2 separate regions of the Sus scrofa genome follow, and region 2 is linked to region 1. A link is a contact called in public promoter capture Hi-C data. All regions are on one chromosome and are shown on one strand. Each heading gives the region's core, a stretch centred on a gene start, on an enhancer-like site or on the middle of the called end of the contact. The rest is flanking DNA. Distances are from core to core; before and after follow the strand shown.

The links. Promoter capture Hi-C pulls out the DNA fragments that hold promoters and counts their contacts.
Region 2: a contact with region 1 is called in a promoter capture Hi-C map of liver, with 3 times the contacts expected there. The contact joins the promoter of DPY19L3 here to the promoter of ZNF507 in region 1. A contact is called at or near these places in 2 of 5 promoter capture datasets (fetal liver and liver) and 7 of 47 Hi-C or Micro-C datasets (epiblast stem cells, heart right ventricle, liver and 1 more).

What each region holds. Positions count from the first base shown.
Region 1 is chr6:42,272,660-42,276,271 of Sscrofa11.1, reverse strand. It overlaps ZNF507 (zinc finger protein 507), which reads right to left and starts at 2,080. Exons shown (of 6, transcript XM_003127012.5): 1 at 1,899-2,080. The coding sequence starts at 2,034. It overlaps LOC110261352, which reads left to right and starts at 1,768. Exons shown (of 7, transcript XM_021097538.1): 1 at 1,768-2,297. The coding sequence starts at 1,768.
Region 2 is chr6:42,333,683-42,337,294 of Sscrofa11.1, reverse strand. DPY19L3 (probable C-mannosyltransferase DPY19L3) reads right to left here and starts at 1,832. Exons shown (of 19, transcript XM_021094264.1): 1 at 1,554-1,832.

The sequences.
Region 1 (3,612 bases), core at 831-3,330:
TTGAGGTGCTCACAGACCAGAGAGTAGATTCTGTATATTACTTTAAATAATGCTGCCCTGCTTTTTTTTTTTTTTTTGCAGATGGGGACTCTGAGGCTCACAGATGTAAAGTAATAGCTGGTTGAAGAACTGGAATCCAGGCCTATCTGATTCTAAATCCATCCTTTCTCAATACACTAATTTTCCTCTTATTTCTTAGTAGGAACAGAAAAGTGGATGAAAATATCAATACTGGAAAGAGCAACAGTCCCTCACAGTTAGGCTCTATCAAACACTTTACTGTGTTTGAGCCTCATAACTCTTTGGGACAGGCTAGTGTGTTACACAACTCTACAAATAAGGAAACACTCAGGGCAGTTTAAGTGACTTACCCAAGGTTACATGGCTGTTAAGTGGCAGAGCCAGTGTCTTTCAAATCAATTCCTGAAATTAATACAGTCCCTTGGATCAATCTTCAAAATCCAGCTGTGGCCAAGAATGAAAGTATATAGTATCAAACATTTCTCTTTCTTGGTGAAACAAAGCAATGTTTTGTTTGTTTGTTTGTTTTCAGTATATAATTGCCCAATATTGCATGTCATAAAGAAATTCAGAGGAATGCTCATGCAACCAGATCACGTGACACAAATTTACAAAATTTACCTAACAAGCAGACTTCAGGATTTTGCGAAGGTTAGAAAAAACAGCTCTAGAAACTTCTCCAATAAATTGTGTATTTTATGTTTTAGCTCAGAATTTTTATCTAATTGACTCAAAATACTACCTACTGGTTCGATTGCTAGCACTTTCTAATGAAGAAACAATATATTGTACATTGCCCCTTTAACCTTAACCAAAAACAATCTAAAGGGTGATTCTGCACATCCAACAATTTTACAACTGAATGGCAGCCTGAAAAGATAAGACACAGTGGACTGACCTATATATCTTCTAATGCAGTTTCTTGCCCCTGTTCTACTTTTCTTTGCTACTGTTTATGTTAGCTTGAATGAACCTAAAAGATCAAAGAACGCGAATTCCTTTCACCTAGAATGCAACTTCATGATGATGGTTAAGTAAACAGTTCACTGCCAGGGCAGAAAGCACGTATTTGGCTTTCCTCTGAATTAATTTTAAACGGGTTAGTGAGGTAAAGGAATGTAGAGCCAGGCTTTCTCTTTTGATCAATGATGCAACCCATACACTGAGTCAGAATACTTTAGAAAGTACACACTCAAAGAGGTGATAAATCTAGTAATTGCCGGATAACGGAGATCAGACTGATAGCAAATTACAGCCCACTGCAGTAACTAAAAAGATCGCCTATGGGTTGGGATAGTGGCCTCGGCCTAATTAATCATCCAGGCCTTCCACACACAAACCATTCACTCCGGAAGCTCCCAGGTGTTAGAGGGTGGGAGCTTTTTCCAGTCATCTCTGGGGAGATCACTTCATCGAAGAGGTTCGAAATAGCTGTAGAAGACCAGGACTGTTTCTATGTACCAGCTTTTCCTACACCAAACAGCGGCTAAAGGGCTGGAGCGGTGGGGGTTGAGAAAAGTAATCAAAAGATGCAGTGAGGACACAGTTGTTCGCTCCATCCCTGCTGCCCTAAAGCGATTTCACATCTGCTGATGGGAAGGAAGCGACGCCTCGGCGGGCCTGCCTGCGGACCAGGCTGGTGAGCGGGAGGTTCCCCCCACCCCCAGCTGCAGGGCAAGCCCTGGGTCTCCACAGGCCTTGCCGTAGGCGGCACAGGGAACTGAAAAGAGCCACGGAACTTGGCGCATGTGGCGAGCACCGGTCGCGTGTCGGCCGGCTGAGGAGCAAGCGGGCGCCGGTAGAGGCCTGAGGGGAGGACGCACATGGCCCGCGGCGGCGCTAACAGCGGGCGGAGGGGCGGCCCCGGGGCGCGGTACCTGCGGTCGGGCGGCAGCTGCTGCTTCCGCGAGCCTCCTTTGGCCGGCCGGGAGCCTGGCCGTGCCCTCGCCCGGGTCCTCGCCCACCTCTCTCCCGGCTCTTTTCCCTCTTTTCCCCCGCTTTTCCTTTCCTCATCGGGAGCTCCAAAATGGCGGCGTTGGGAACAGATCACGTGAGCCCCGGGCAGGTCAGGTGACCCGAGTGGCGGGCGGCGGGGGCGGGGCGATGCTCAGGCCCCGCCCACTGGCATCCCGGGGGCGCTTGGCTGGGCCGGCGCGAAGACTGTATCCTGCCTTCTCAGTGCAATGCCCGGCACCTAGGCCGAGTTCATGTGCGGGTTGTCGCGTTTCCAATACCCCTGACGTTGTCTTCTCAGTGGTCGTTGGGTCTAGAAGTCAGTGAGTATTCACTTTGGACTCCCTCTATGTCTTCCAAACCTGCTGTGGGCTAGTTTTATAACCAATTAGCCTCTACCTGATCGCCTTTGAACAGTGGGCGTTGACATTCTTTTCAGCCCGCTGCTTCTGACTTAGTTACCGCTTTGGGTTGGGTTATAATCTTTTTGCGGTTCTTGGCCAAAATGCAGAGGTGCTATCTAGGTTCGTGGCTGGACCTCAAAGTGTGTCTGCTGCGGGGCAAAGCTGGCCCTGGAAGATTTATTTGTGGGAGAGATTGAGGGTTTTCAGGGAATGAACTCATCCTGGGGGTTGTAGGGCCAGACTTGGAGCTTGCTTGACTTAATAACACAGCCTCAGTCCTCTGAGGGCTCAGAGTGTGTGTCGTCTGGATCTGTTTTCCACGTACACTCCAGGGTCGTAAGCAGTCCTGTTCTGGTACCCCGCCTGACAGTAAAATGCAGTGTGAGTGAAGCAGTCCACCCAACTTCAGGAATGGTGGGCAGGTTTTATATAGTAGGAACTATACAGCAGGGTGCTTGTCTCTGGACTGAGCAGGTGGGCCGTGAACAGTAGGAGCAGGGCAAAAACACTGAAGATTCCAGGCGTGGTAATGGACTTGTGCATTGAGATACAGGCATTATGGATTTGGTTCTCAACTACTGCAGTAATGTGAGTTGCATGAAGTTTCTGGTTTCCCAGTGCATATAAAAGTTATGGTTATACTATACTGTATAAGTGTACAATAGCATTGTGCTTGCAAAACAGTATACATGCCTTTATTAAAAAATTCTTTATTGCTAAAACATGCTAACCATCATCAAGCCTTCACAGAGTCGTAATCTTTTTGCAATGATAACATCAAAGGTTATAGATCACTATAATAAATATAGTAATAACAATAAAGAAATATTGCAAGAATTACCCAGATGCGAGGCAGAGACACGAAGTGAGCAAACGCTGTTAAAAGTGGCACTGATAGACCAGCTTGGGGCAGGGGTGCCTCAAACCTGCAATTTGCAGAAAAAAAAAAAATGCAGTATCTGCAAAACTCAGTTTAAAAAAAGGTGCAATAAAACAAGTATCTCTCGGGGACTTCCAGGTGTACTTAAAGCAGTTTGGGCTCTCACTTATCAAGTGAAAAGAAGATCCAGTAAAACCTAGTCATTGTTCAAACAGGTCAGTAATTCCTGAGATAACGGTAAGTATCTCAGCTCAGGATACAAACTCACTTGAATGCGGGGGTGGGGAAACCCACGAAGTTAGAACCCTGCTTTTCCACAGAATTCTTTGCCAGTTGAACCAAAAAACTAAAAAG
Region 2 (3,612 bases), core at 583-3,082, 61 kb before region 1:
CAGTTACAATACAATGTGTCACATAATTATATAATTTTATATTATTTTCTACGGTACCATTAAGCAGTTAAGTAAATTAGCAGATTGTTGATAGCCTAATTCTGAAGAACTGAAATATTGTTTCGGGTTTTTTTGGGCCGCACCCATAGAAAGTGGAAGATCCCAAGGCAGGGGTCAAACCTGCACCACAACAACGACTTGACACACAGCAGTGACAACACCAGATCCTGAAGCTGACAGACCACCAGGGAACTCCCTGAAATATTGTTTTATCTCAGGTATCTGAATTTGATACCGATATTCTTTCAAACAATTCACACTGGAAAAATCGGGAATATGCCTCAGTGGTGATGGCAGCGGGGGTGTGCCAATCAGGGCAGTTGCTATGCCAGGGAGCAACAGTGGGAGTGACAGCAGGGAGCAGGAGCCTGGTTTGGAAGCAGCAAGTGGGAGGCGGGGGAGTGGTGGCAGTGAGTAAGCTGGCTACAGTCCCCCAGAACATCTTGCATCACTCCTGCGAAGAATGAACAGCGTTTAACTAATTATTAATTAAGACCGGTTGCCGGACACGATTGTTGGGGCAGTTTACAGAGTCCTAAAGGTAAACAGGTTGCTCTATTGAAAAGAAGAAAGCAATCAACATCATACAATTAACTCATTCATTCATACGTACCAAAAAAAAAAAAAAAAATCTGAGAAGCAAAACAGACTTAGCGGCGAGCACCGAAAATGGAGAATCTGGACAGACGCGGGAGAAAAGGAGGGTTGGCAAAGTCCAAGAGATGAGTTTATCCCCAAATTACCTCGTCCTGGCCTTAAGCCCTTTCTAAGGGCTCTGAGCAGAGTTGTAAAAATCCCACAAGTGAGACACACTGTAACACGTTAAGACTGAAGGGCAACAAATATTTAAGGGCCAACTATGCGTGATAATCCCACTGTGATAATCACATGGCCCTGCGAAACAAAAGTTTCCCCATCAAATGACAAGGCATGCCATCTTAAATGAAAGCGGTGCTTCTTTCTCTACAGCTTAGAAGAACAGCGCGTACTGGGCATCCCAGAGCGCTGCAGAGCACGTTATTCGGCTCACCTCCGCACCTCGACCCTTCGGCGACCGAGGTCCCCGCCAGACCCCGAGGGGCCGAAGTTCAGTACTTGCCCTGGCTCACCCAGGAAGTCGACTGGCCCCCGAGGCCGGAGACCACTCAGGCCCTCCCTCTGCCCGCGCGGCCAAAATGAGAAAGCGCCCCGCCCTCAGCAAACTTGCTCTCTCCGGAGTTGCGGCCCCGGCCCCCCCATCTCAGGCGGACAAGTGGGCGCCGGGTCCCACACCAGGCGACCCAAGTCTCCGCGAGGGCCAGGGCCGCGCCCCCCGACTGAGCGAAACGGCGGGGCGGTCCGAGAGGCTTTCGGTCTGCACGGCGGATTCGGCCGAACGCCTCTAGGCAAGGACGCAGCGCGGCCCGCCTGCCTGCCCGCGGGACACTCTGGGACCGCCGCCGAAGCCTCGCGCCCTCACATCCCCTCGCGCCGCCCGACACGCAGTCACAGACCTGCGGCCTCGGCCGTCCTCGCGCGGCTCCGGACAGGGAAGGAGGCCGGCCAGTTGGGGACGCCGAGGGCCACGGGGGCGGGGCCACACCAGCGCCTGCAAAGCACCGCGGCGGACAGCCAGGACCCGGTAAGTCTCGGCGCTTTGTGCAGCACCCTGGAAATGGGGGGCTGGGGGGCGTCAGCCGCCCCGGGGAGGGGGCGCGCCAGGGAGGCCGGGCCGCTGCGGCCGCGCCCATAGGCCATGGGAGCCGTCCGTCAGCGCGGCCCCCCGCCCCCTCCCGGGGCGCCCCGCCCCGTCTCGTGCGGCGCCGGCCGGAAGGTAGCGGCGCACTTCCGGTCGCCAGACCAGCCAATCCTGCAGAGACCCGCGAAGTCCTGTCGCTGCCAGGACCCCGCTCGGAGCCACTGGAACCGTGCTACCGACCGCCGATCCGAGGCCACCCTCACCCTCGCAGACGCCCGCCACCCCTAGGCCAGAGCGGGAGGCGCGGCTCTCTGGAGGAGGCCCGGGCTGCGAGGAAGGGTGGCCTCAGATCTGACCGCGGGAGCGGCGGGACCACTCCGGCCCCAGGGGAGTTGGGTGGGGCGGGCCGATGGCCGCGAAAAACTTCCTTCCGCTAGTGCCCCTGTGCTGAAGGCTGTAGAGGGGTCGGTAAAGGCACGACGGATGGCTGCAGTTTGGCCACTCGTACGTCTCCCACCTTCCCGCGTTGCAGGGCCTGGGGCACCCCGGGGCGCCCCCCTCCCCTGGTCCTGGCACCCGTACCCTGACCTGTGCTTGGAAGGCTTACCGACTGGCAGTGAGAGTCCTACAGAGATACTTTCGCATCTCCAAAGACACCTCTCTTTGGGGGTTGGAGGTCACTATCTTCTTCCCAGTTTTGTCTTCTTAAATATATTCCTCTGTCCTCTGAATTTATTGTGTTACTCCGTCTCGATACTCAGGCTAAGCCTTTTTTAAGGGCGGTTGCTGTGCTGTATACGTGGATATCTTTGCTAATTACACTGCGAAGAACAACAGTAGGTTAAAGCCTTTTGTCAGCAGATTCTCAGAGCACATGTTAATTGATTTTTGTAAAGAAGTGGTCCTCTGGGTCCTCCACCTGTGAAAAGACTGCCCATCTGTCTAATTCCAGGAATTACTTCAACCATCAGCCAGGTGCCTTTCCTAGTTACCCTTGTTTGCTATTTTTCTCCTCCTTTATGTGTCTGTTGCTATTAATAACAAACACATTGTGAGAATGGGTTGAGGTGCTGGTTGGTTTTAATAAAAATAAGTGTCAGCTGTTTTTTCAGATGGCATTTGTCATGTTTCAACATTGATTGTTGGTGTCTTTATTTCATGTTATGGACTTAAGAACAGGAACTGTGTATTTATAATCTTTCTCTTTCACCTTAGGATGCCTTACGTAAAATACATTTGTGCGCTTAGTAAATACATATGTGAATTGATTCCTCCATAAATAGAATTCCCCCCCTTATTAGTTTTTTCTTAAATTGTCTCACTCTAGGGAAAAAAAATGAGTCTGTTGTAAAACACACCCCTTGAGTAAAGGAAAAAGTACTTGTTAGCAGCTGCTTGTTTTAATATGAAATGTCTTGACCAAGCAAGATAAAATTTTGAGAGCAATAGGCGTCCACTACTGAGGATAGGTCTTGGGAATAAATAAGTTAATTAAGAATGAGTCCAAGTTCCCTAGTGGCTCAGTGGGTTAAGGATCTGGCATTGTCATTGCTGTGCACTGGATCACTGCTGTGGTGCAGGTTTGATCCCTGGCCTGGGAACAGTCAAAAAAAAAAAAAGAATGAGTCCCTAGTTCTCTTACAGCAACCCTTGCGGTAATGGGTAGTGAGTGGTAGTAGGCTTTTGCCACCAGTGACTTCCGGTCATGGACTATGGAGATGAACAGGAATACTTCTTGTTTGCATTATGATTTGAAACCCAATGGAATCTGGCTTTTCCTCTGTTGGAGCCACAAGTAGTTAAACTGCTGGAACTGTGCAACTCAAAAGTAGGTCTGGGGACCTTTGGCATCATTGGCATCACCAGGGAGCTTG